Regions from separate parts of the Gossypium hirsutum genome. Here regions 1 and 3 are each linked to region 2. A link is a contact called in public Hi-C data. All regions are on one chromosome and are shown on one strand. The core of a region is the stretch at or near the end of the contact, and the rest is flanking DNA. Distances in the headings are between cores, read along the strand shown.

What was found. Hi-C and Micro-C count contacts between places; a contact is called where the count stands out from the background.
Region 1: a Hi-C map of leaf shows a contact between it and region 2, with 2.8 times the contacts expected there. The contact joins the promoter of LOC107954391 here to the enhancer-like site in region 2. A contact is called at or near these places in 5 of 34 Hi-C or Micro-C datasets (all in leaf).
Region 3: a Hi-C map of leaf shows a contact between it and region 2, with 2.9 times the contacts expected there. The contact joins the promoter of LOC107954390 here to the enhancer-like site in region 2. A contact is called at or near these places in 5 of 34 Hi-C or Micro-C datasets (leaf and petal).

The regions. Positions count from the first base shown.
Region 1 is chrD07:21,385,649-21,388,960 of Gossypium_hirsutum_v2.1, forward strand. It overlaps LOC107954391 (dnaJ homolog subfamily B member 6), which reads right to left and starts at 1,256. Exons shown (of 6, transcript XM_016889934.2): 1 at 1,031-1,256; 2 at 656-748. The coding sequence starts at 1,096.
Region 2 is chrD07:21,221,294-21,224,905 of Gossypium_hirsutum_v2.1, forward strand. No RefSeq gene overlaps it. Among protein-coding and RNA genes, the nearest start is that of LOC121219770, 18 kb to the left of the region's middle. Within about 2 kb of position 2,203, at least 2 of the 9 cell types and tissues checked have an H3K27ac peak or open chromatin away from gene starts, as enhancers often do. A contact at or near this core is called in leaf, where this site is marked.
Region 3 is chrD07:21,361,775-21,365,073 of Gossypium_hirsutum_v2.1, forward strand. It overlaps LOC107954390 (pto-interacting protein 1), which reads left to right and starts at 1,894. Exons shown (of 8, transcript XM_016889932.2): 1 at 1,894-2,180; 2 at 3,205-3,299. The coding sequence starts at 3,246.

The DNA of each region.
Region 1 (3,312 bases), core at 6-2,505, 160 kb after region 2:
ACCAGGTAAATTTCAGTTTATCTCCCAAATCCAAGGTTAGACTTAACATGTTCAGCAGTTAGAAATCCAAAAAACTCGTGAAAGAATATAAACGTACTGCCAGATCTGATTACTCACCAGAACATACTATTCTAAATCGCTGCTTGCACCATGACTTAACCAAAACATGATACAAACCCCCAAGCAATCTAGCTCCCTCCAAAGAATTCAAATAGCCAATCCAAGGTAGACTTAACATGTTCAGCAGTTAGAATCCAAAAAAACTCGTGAAAGAATATAAACGTACTGCCAGTCTGATTACTCACCAGAACATACTATTCTAAATCGCTGCTTACATGCAAAAAGAATCAAGAAAGACTCCCCAAGTATATTTTAGATAGAGTGGAATTACTAACAGTCACAAAACTGCTCTAAGCTAATATCTCTCAAACCTAACATTGTAAAAATGCTTAGCTTGTTCAAATCAACCTCTAAAATGCTTAAGCTTGTCTCAACAAGCTTCAACAGTTCCTTTTCAGATCCCTAATGATCGCATCACTAGTAAGCCAGTACCCATATAACAACAATTCAAACCTGGCCCCGACGAAGATGTGCATTCCAATCAAAGAATATATTAGAAAACGGGTGAAAGTTTTAAAGGCACATCGATGCTTACCAACTTAAACTTAGACTCCGCCGAATGCTTTTCGTGAACTGGAAACAAGTCAGGATGCGATTCCCATACTTTCTTTCTATAAGCTGCTTTAATCTAAAATTCCAAATAAAAAACCATAAAAGAAATTAATAAAATATACAACTTCATAAACAAAGAAGAAAAAATCGAGAAATTTTGTTAGTCTAACTGATTTGAAGAAAGCAATCAAGGCCACAATCTCCAAAAGGAAAACAACTCGATTTATCAATTTCAATCCAAGTCAACAACCAAAAACAATGAGATTTAAAAAACCCCTAAAACAATCAAAGTTAAGAGCAAAATAAAATAAAATAAAAATGAAAAACTGAATGAAATTTGAAAAAGAAAGAAAAAAACCTGAGAAGGAGAAGGGCGAGAATTAGGGGGGAAGCCTAGCAGGAGTCTCGCTTCATCACCTTGCATTTCTGTGATTTAATTGGGCTGAGCTTTTCTTTGCTGGGCACTTAATTTTTTAATTAAGTGAAGCGTGGGCTTAATGCTAGTGCGTGTCAACAGGAAACTAATAGAGCGTGGCAAAGCGAAATCTACACTAGCGCGGCATTCGTAAGTGTTTTATTTAAACAAACTTTTTATCCCGTCCCATGCAAGATTATTTATATGTTTTAAAAAATTGTTAAATATATTTTAAAAAAAATACATCTTAAAATTATTTGTCAAATTATTAACTATTATTTTATCTATAATGAAAAATAATATAGATATTATTTATATTATAAATGTATATCAAATAATAAAAAGAAATCAATTAAAAAAGTATTATGCAAATAAATAAATTTGTAAGTTTTAATAAAAGAAAGTAAAAGGCTAAATTACGTAAAAATATCAATTTAAAAAAAATAATTGAGTGATTAGACCGATTTCTGGTATACTTATCGGAATAGGTCAATTTTAGAGAGAGTGTGAGTGAAAACGCGTCCAGTTGGGCGTGCTTTCCTGCACAATCAACAGAAAACACGTCTAGCTGGACATTTTTTCACCTAACGGTAACCTCCACCAACAGCCATAAAAAACAACTAGTTTTATTTCTATATAAACTCGGATCCTTTCCTCATCTTTTCATTCAAATCCAATTATCTCAATTCTCTTAAGAATTTAGTTTTAGAATTTTAATTAAAATTCTCTCAAGTTCGTCTTGATTTAATTTTGTTTTTCGATTTTTATTCATTTTAATTCAATTTTGGAATGGCAAATACTCTTATTCGTTTCGATGACAACCACGTTTCCGCATTTCAATTGCAAATGGGAAGACAATATTTCTAATATTTCTAATTTTAAGTTTATTATTAAGTTGCTAAAAAGATTAAAATTTATTTGTTCTTTTTGTTTTTTTATAATCAAGTTGAAGATCGAATTTTGGAGACATATATACACAATCTATCTTTGAGGCCATCACGTATGATTGTCAGAAGATGCGGGATTTTTGCACGTGTCCCGTATGCTCGGGGGTGTAAATTGGACCCCATACTTATCAATGTGTTGGTGGAAGGATAGGGACCCGAGACACGCACATGTCATCTTCCATGCGGTGAGTGTACAATCACACTCGAGGACGTTCAATTACAACTCAGTTTATCGGTAGATGGGCCAGTCGTTACGAGATCAGTTGTCGTTGGCGATTGGAGCAGCATTTGCTAGCAACTATTAGGCAAGGTGCCGAACAAGTTTTTTAGTAGCTGGATAAAGATGAAATGGTTGCAAGAAGATTTCCAAAATCTCCACGAGAGTTCAAGTCCCCTTGAAAGAGAACAATACGCCTTAGCACACATCCTGAGGTTAATTGGAGTTGTTCTAATGCCCGGTAGATCTCAAACTGTAACATCCTCAAAACCCCCTTGGTCGTAAATAATATAAGATAAATTTTTAGTGAAATAAGGTATAAGATCAAAGAAAATGAAAGTTGGAAGATATCAAAAGAGAGTTAAATCAAGAATCATGACATAATGTATAATTGATTTCTCGATAAAATGAGAAAATGATATGAAGATGATAAAAGAGAAAATTGAAGAGTATTAAAAAATAATAATAATTAAGAAGTAGGTTTTAGTATATTGATTTAAAGTAAGGACTACATTGTAAATATGTGAAAAGTTTTTGGCTCAAGTGTAAATATTCAAAATTTAGGGGATCAAAGTGTAAAAAAATAAGAAAGTTGAAGGATCAAAAGTGAAAATAATTCAATTTACTATGATATGGAATTGACATGTAGGGACCAAATTGAATAGGTGAAGAATTATGAGGGACTAAATTGTAATTTTACCAAATTAAGTGATGATTTAAGGATGAAATTTTAAAAGATCATAAAGGGAAAAATGGTCAATTAGAAAAAGAGAGAACTCTAGAAGGGAATGATGATGTTGGAGATATTTTGATGATATTTTATAATTATTTAATTAGATAAATAGTAATTTATTAATATTTTAATGAGATATTTTAATAATATTTTATTTAAAATAGCTAGTATAAACGGAGAGAAAGATGAAAAAAAAGAAAGAAAGGGAGAGGATCCTCCATATTTCCAACGTGAGTGAGGGGGAGAGAAGAAGAAAACTTTGTTGTCTTTATAATTTGGTTCTTCCACAAAAAATCCACTATTTTCACCTATAATTTCAAGGAATTTT
Region 2 (3,612 bases), core at 953-3,452:
TTTGGGAGTAAAATTTTAAGAAAAAGTAAATGAGAGAGTAAAATTTTGGTGGAAAATGGAGTTTGGGTAGATTGGGGGGTTGGGAGGGGAGGGGAGGGGAGTAAAAGTTTTGGGGGGAAAGTGGGAAGGAGTAAAAGTTTTGAGGGAAAAGTAAAAATGTTTGGGAGTTTGGGGTAAAAATATAAAATATTATAGTTTGATATTCGAATTATTCGAGTTATTCGAATTTGAAAACTCAACTCGATTCGAACTCGAAATTTGAAAAAAAATTCGAGTTGATTCGAATAACTCGATTAACTCGAATAAATCGATTTGTTTAACTCGAAATTCGAATTTTTTTTCGATTTTTTCGAGTCGAATTGAGTTTTGCTCACCCCTAACTGTAGCTTTTTTTTAGGCTACTTTGGCACTTAGACTTGACAATTAGGTTTACTTTGGTCCTTGAACTTGAAAACTATAAAAGTTTGATAACATGACACTTTAAGAATAAACCACATCATCACTTGTAAATTAAAAAATGATATATAAATTTTCAAGTGATGATGTGATACAATATCAAAATGTCACATTCACCTTTTTTAATAACTGGATTGATGGTTGAACAGCCCAGACCATCGATTCATGATTCAACCAATTCGATCGATTCAATCATTGGACCAATAATAATTAATTAATTAATTAAAATTTCATAAAGATTTAAAAAAGTAAAAAAATATTAATTTGTTTCAACTATTTATTTTTGTCTTAGTTTTCGAGTTTTACCAATTTCAAGCAGTTTCCAAGTCAATCGGTTTAACTCCTTTATTTGGACATATCGATTATTTCTTGGTCCATAAGATCCGATCTTGTTCCAGTAACACTGGTCACATCATTAAACCTTGACTTTATTCCAAGTTTAGGGACGCAAATGGATCTAGTTACAAAGTTCTAAGACCAAAGTGGACAAAAAAATATAGATACCAAAGTAGGTTTAGTTACAAAATTTAGGGCCAAAAATTATATTATCCCTATTTAAAATGATATACTTTTATAAATTTATATGTATTTATATATTAAATAAAATTAATTTATTCAATTGAAATAAATATAAATGGTGGTTACTTAAATCTATGTATTATAAATTTAAAATGTTAAAATATATATTCTAGAAAAAGGGTTAAAATCTAGGCATAATGTTTTTTTGGTGATCCAATTTTACAAAAAAAAAAAATATTTTCACCCTCCATTTAATTTTTTTACTTCTGTTAGCCCTTGAACCTGTAATTTTTGTCAAATCACTCTAAAATGGATGAGAAAAGATAAAGTTTATTAACTTTGTTAACATGTTATACATGTAGATTGTCATGTTAGTATTCAATTAATTTTTAAAACTTAAAAATATTGGAAAAAATATTTTTTATATATATATTTTTATAAATTTTAATGAATTTTATTTTTTTAAATTTTTTGAACTTTTTAAATTTTAAAAAATTAATTAAATATCAACATGACAATCCACATGTATGCAATGCCAATAAAGTTAAAAAACGTTAATTTTCTCATTCATTTTGAGGTGATTTGACATAAAAAAAATATAAATTTAAGGGCTAAAAAAAGTTAAAATTTAAATGAAGGACTAAAATAATTTTTTTATAAATTTAAAGGGTCAAAAAATTCATTATACCTAAAATCTATATTATTATTTTATCCGCTAACCATTATTTATAAACTCATAATCATATAAACTTAAACTAACTTTTCTAAATACCGGCAAAAATAAAAAAATTTTCTCGTGCAGTATATAAGTCATTTTGTTTTTATCTTTACTGTTGCCATTGTTTACCTTCTTCTACCTTCCTCTTCAAATTCGTAGTTTATTGAAACAAATTAAACAAAGTTTGTATCGATTGATTGGGAAGTAAAGTAATAAAAATAAATAAATTACACAATTAATCATTTATCTTTCATAAGTTTTCATTTTAGACACTAAAAAGATTACAAATTACACAAACATTTTCATTTTAGTCGCCCATTAATGCAATGTTATTGTACACTCATTTTTTTTTTGAAAAAACCCGGAGGTTAAAACTTTAATTGATCGCATCCTTTAAAACAAGATTATGGATCTCCGTCGGAAAATCCATGTTAAAATCCATACAACTCTTGTTAATAAAAGCCCATTTACAAAGAGCATCAGCTACTTTGTTACAACACCGAGGGGCCCAATTAACCTTAAAAAAATTGAAACCAGCAGTGTGCTTACGAATCTCTTTCACCTAGTGGCCTATCAACGTCAAATCCTCCTTTCTGCTATTGAAACGATTAACAATGCTTGCACAATCAGACTCCACCGACACATACTTCCAGTTTTTAGACCGAGCGTACTTGATACTCTCATCCAAGGCATACATCTCCGCCCACTCAATACTCGAAACATTGTCAATCATGCCCACATGCCCCCCGTAAACGAAACCATCAGCATCCCTTGCCACCAGACCATAAGACACCAAGCTCTCCTGAATAGTAGCATCAAAGTTGATCTTGATAAACCCTGCCTCAGGCTTCTGCCAGGCTCTTTCCACAATGGGCTTAGGGATCATCGGCCTATCCAACAGATTAAAAATACGGAAATCCTTATTCAAAGCCGCAGCCTTGTCCCAAATCACCTTGGCATCCTCCTCCACGTTTATTGTACACTCATTTAGTCACTGTACTTTAATAAGTTTCATTTTGTTTACTCATAAATTATTATAAAAAATAATAATTTATAAAAAGATATGAGTGACCAAAATGAATACTTATTAAGTTGGATGAGTAAAATGTGTGTATAATAACATTAAATTAGCTACAGATGATCAAAATGAAAACTTATTAAAATTTAGTGACTAAAATAAAAATAATTATTAACAATCATACTCAATTTATAATTTTTTTATTTTCAATACCCAAAATAAAAATTTAAAAATTGGTTTCCCACCTTCTAGTTTACCTAAAAAAAATCGTTCATCTCATGTTTGTTATTTGCTATTGATGTTTTCTTTCCCTGCCTTTAATATGGTAAGCTCTTATTTCTGTTATGAATCTAATTTATCTCTTTGCTATCTTTGACGTAAACAATAGCTTATTTAAAAACAATAAATGTAAGGTTGGTTACGGTTCACCTTTTTCATTACTCTATTTTTCTATTTATTTTTTTTTAGTTTGCAGATCTATTTTGTGGGTATTTTTATTGTCTTCATAAATTGTCATGAATAGATAACGGTGTCTGTCATCATTGAAACTCTACTGACCACCAGCAGTTTCTCTTGAAAAGTAGGCGGCTCTTTGTCGACTTCTTAATTTGTTTATGTTTTTAGAGTATTTCAAAATAATAAATTATTTCACGAGTCGGTTTGGACCTATATTATCTAAGTTTTATATGTTTTTTTTGTATTTCATTGTTTAATAAGTTTTCACTTTTAAAATTTTTTGTTTGCTCTTGTAGTACGCTTTTTTTTGTCTTGCTTATTCATATAGTTTTGCTTTTGCAAGTGATTTTAGGGATGATTTTGTCACATTCCTTTTCAAGATGCTCCATTCTTTTGTCGATTTTTGTCCACCGCTTTGGACCATCCAGGGGGCTGATTTCCTTTA
Region 3 (3,299 bases), core at 644-3,143, 140 kb after region 2:
AAATAAAATAAAATTATCATTTTTATTAAAAAAAAAGGTTTAACCTTAATTTTTTTTAAAAAAATGTTTTTCTTTTTACATTCCCAATTTTTCATCACCCCAAGAAAAAGAATTCCAAATCCATAGATTTAATTTGTTTTAATAAATTTGGCTACTACTATTGTTTTATTTTATTCTCTTTCAAGTTTCAATCTTGTTTAATTTGTAAACTTGTTGAAAAATATTCTCTTTCAAGCACAAAATAAACTGTCGTTTTTTGTTTGCAAAGAGATTGATTCCCTTTTCTAAAACACCACCCTACTTCTTCCCTTCCCCTAATTCTTCTTTGTTCTTCAACTCCATATTTCCTTCAAAACTCATTTCCTATTCTCAATAAAGTTTTGATCTTTATTCCCTTTATTCCCCAATCAAAATTTTGGGTTTCTTTAAACATTTGTTGTTGGAGAAAGAAATGAGTTTAAGAAATTGAATATGAAACTCTTACAAAAATAAGTTGGAGAGAATCCAAAATTTCAATTACAAATCTCTCAGGGATTTTCTTTTTATTTAAAGCTAAAACAAAAATCGATGGAAGAGGAAGAGAAATCAAGAAATATTGTTTAAAATAAAAGGAATGCTTCTCTTGGGCTAATCTGAATTTGTAAAGTTTGTTTGTCGTGTTTGAGGTCGTTATTTATTAGTTCATCCTATTGTTCTTTTTGATTTTTTTTTTTGAAATTCTAAGTTAAAATTTGAGGAAGAAGATGACATTTGGATTTCTAGGGTACTTCAACTATTTAATTATTGTTTTCCTTTTATTTTGATTAATAATTAGTATCGAGGAAATTATATTTTAATCCTTTAAAGTGAAATGAAACACTTATGACATGGTAAATTGTCACATGTGGTATCCAATGATTGGTCCACGTGTAAAAAAAAAACGTTGTGTCAGATTTTTGTTAGAGCTTTTAATAGAAATGACCAAAATGAACAAACTATTTAACAGAGGTGTCTAAATTGCAAACTTTTTATTTTAAATACCTAAAATGATAATCTTTTATAGTTGATTACCTTAAAAAATCTATAAGTACTTGTATTAATACATTTCTAGAATAAATGTATATATTTAAAAAAAAAGAGATTTTTTTAAAGATATAATGATTTATTTGGCCTCAACTTTATAAAAAAAAAGTCTTTTTAGTTTTTCGTTTAATTTGTCCGTCTCTTTCAATCATTAAATTTGTATTATTTGTCAAATCGTCTCAAATGGCTTTGTTGATGTGACAGTCTACATATATGCCACATTAACATTTAATTATTTTACTCTTTTTAATAATTTTAAAGTTTTTTAAAAAATAATTAATTTGGATTTGACGAAAAAATAAAATCCTTTTCTAAACAAATTACGTATGGATTCCAGATGTTGGGTGTGAACTTTAACACTACACCATTTAGAATTAGTATAAAAATAATCATTTTTCTTTGTTAGTCGGATAACAGATTAACTTTTTTTTAAGAATAACGAATTAACATTTTTAAATGTGGCATGCATAAAACATAAGATTTCCACGCTACCAAATATATTCTATATTTAACTCTGGTTAAAAATAAAAAAAAATTAATATTAGAATCATACATTTGACTACGGCCAACAATCACCGAAAGCAGAAAGCATAGCTTTTTATCACTCAAAATTTAAATTAGTCCGTTTAATTATTCCTAAAATAGTGAGTGACAAGTTGAAGCTCACGTCAGCTGACCTGGCATTGGAAGATAGCTTCAAAAACAGGACTTTTTATTTTCTCTAACAACTTCTCTTTTTCTTTTTTTTTATAATTCAATCCAATAAAAAAATGACACGTAACCCAACTCGGTGGGCTTTGAACACCTCCCACTTCAAAATTCAACCCTGGTGGAATTGGAAATCAAGTCTGGCTAGCTCAGTGTAGAAAGAGCAAGAAAAAGGAAAACAAAAATCAAATGTACTAATAGTAATAACGTAAAAAAAAAGAAGCTTGAAAAATAATTTCAAATACAATCCAAGGCAACTACCGATAAAGTCAAGACTGTTTTTTCCCTTTTATTGTTTCACTTAACCTAAGCACCTTTCGCCGGCTTCACCGTCTCAGATCTTCACCTCAACTAATAGGCAGAGTCTCTTTTTGAACTGATTGCTTCACTTCATCGTCCCCAAATTTCAGGTGGTATTTCCATTATACGGATGTGTATATATATTATTTTCGTTTGGATGCTTTTGATTGACATGCAAACGGGTCAAAGTAATTAGGTGATTTTCGGTACTCACGAAACTGTTTGATTTTTTAAAACTGTGATAAAAAAAAAAAAAAGGTTGTTGAATGCTGTGTTTGACTGGCCTTTTATGCATAACCTTATAAGCTATACATTTGGTGAGTGGTTGATCTGTTTGATAGAGTGATTTAACTTGGATATCTGTGCTTCGTTTTACTGGGGGGAGTTTATTGAATAGAATTTCTCATAATATATCGATTTTAAGTAGTAGGGGAACTTTTAGGTATTTAAAGCGGGTGAAATTGTAGATTTGGGTATTTTCGTTTTATGAAAAGTTGTTGTGGCTGAAAGCCTTACCAAACTTTGTTTCCAATGATTTCAAGTTGATTGTGAGCAATACTGCCCTGTGGTTTCTTTTGATGTTTGCGCATGCCAGGCTGCATTTTGATAACCCAATGAAAGTTTAACTCAACTCACCTCTCATTTCATAGGATATTATGTGTGAGAATGAAATGCCGCAATTTCATGAGTTTATGGAATTGATCTCATATGCATACCTGGAATAGTTTTTTTTTTTTAAATTTCCTTTCATTTCTTTCTGCTCTTATGCAAAAGAAATAGGAGTCTGCTTTATAGCATGTTATTTGATTCAAGGACAAATATTATAACAAGATATGTTATCTGGTTTGCCAGACTAAAGAAATGCTCCACATGGACACAATGAAAAGACTTCCTGTTCTGTAATATCTGGACTTCAAACTAGTAGATTGTGAAAAAACTAAATGCATTTTACTTCTGCAGTTTTTCCTGGAAATTGCTTTCATCTATCTAACCTAATATTTGTGCTCTGCGCATTTGCATTTTGTTTGTTTTGTGGTTTCTATACAAGAAATCTGTTTTTTCTTTGGGTTAACAAAAAATGTGTTCTTCTTTTTTGATATTTGTACTCACAGATATTCTTCCTTGAATTCCTAGATTTGGATCTTGCAAATTAGAGATAATTCGCAAGAGGAACTATGAGTTGCTTTGGCTGTTGTGAAGAGGATGACATCCACAGAGCCGCTGATAAT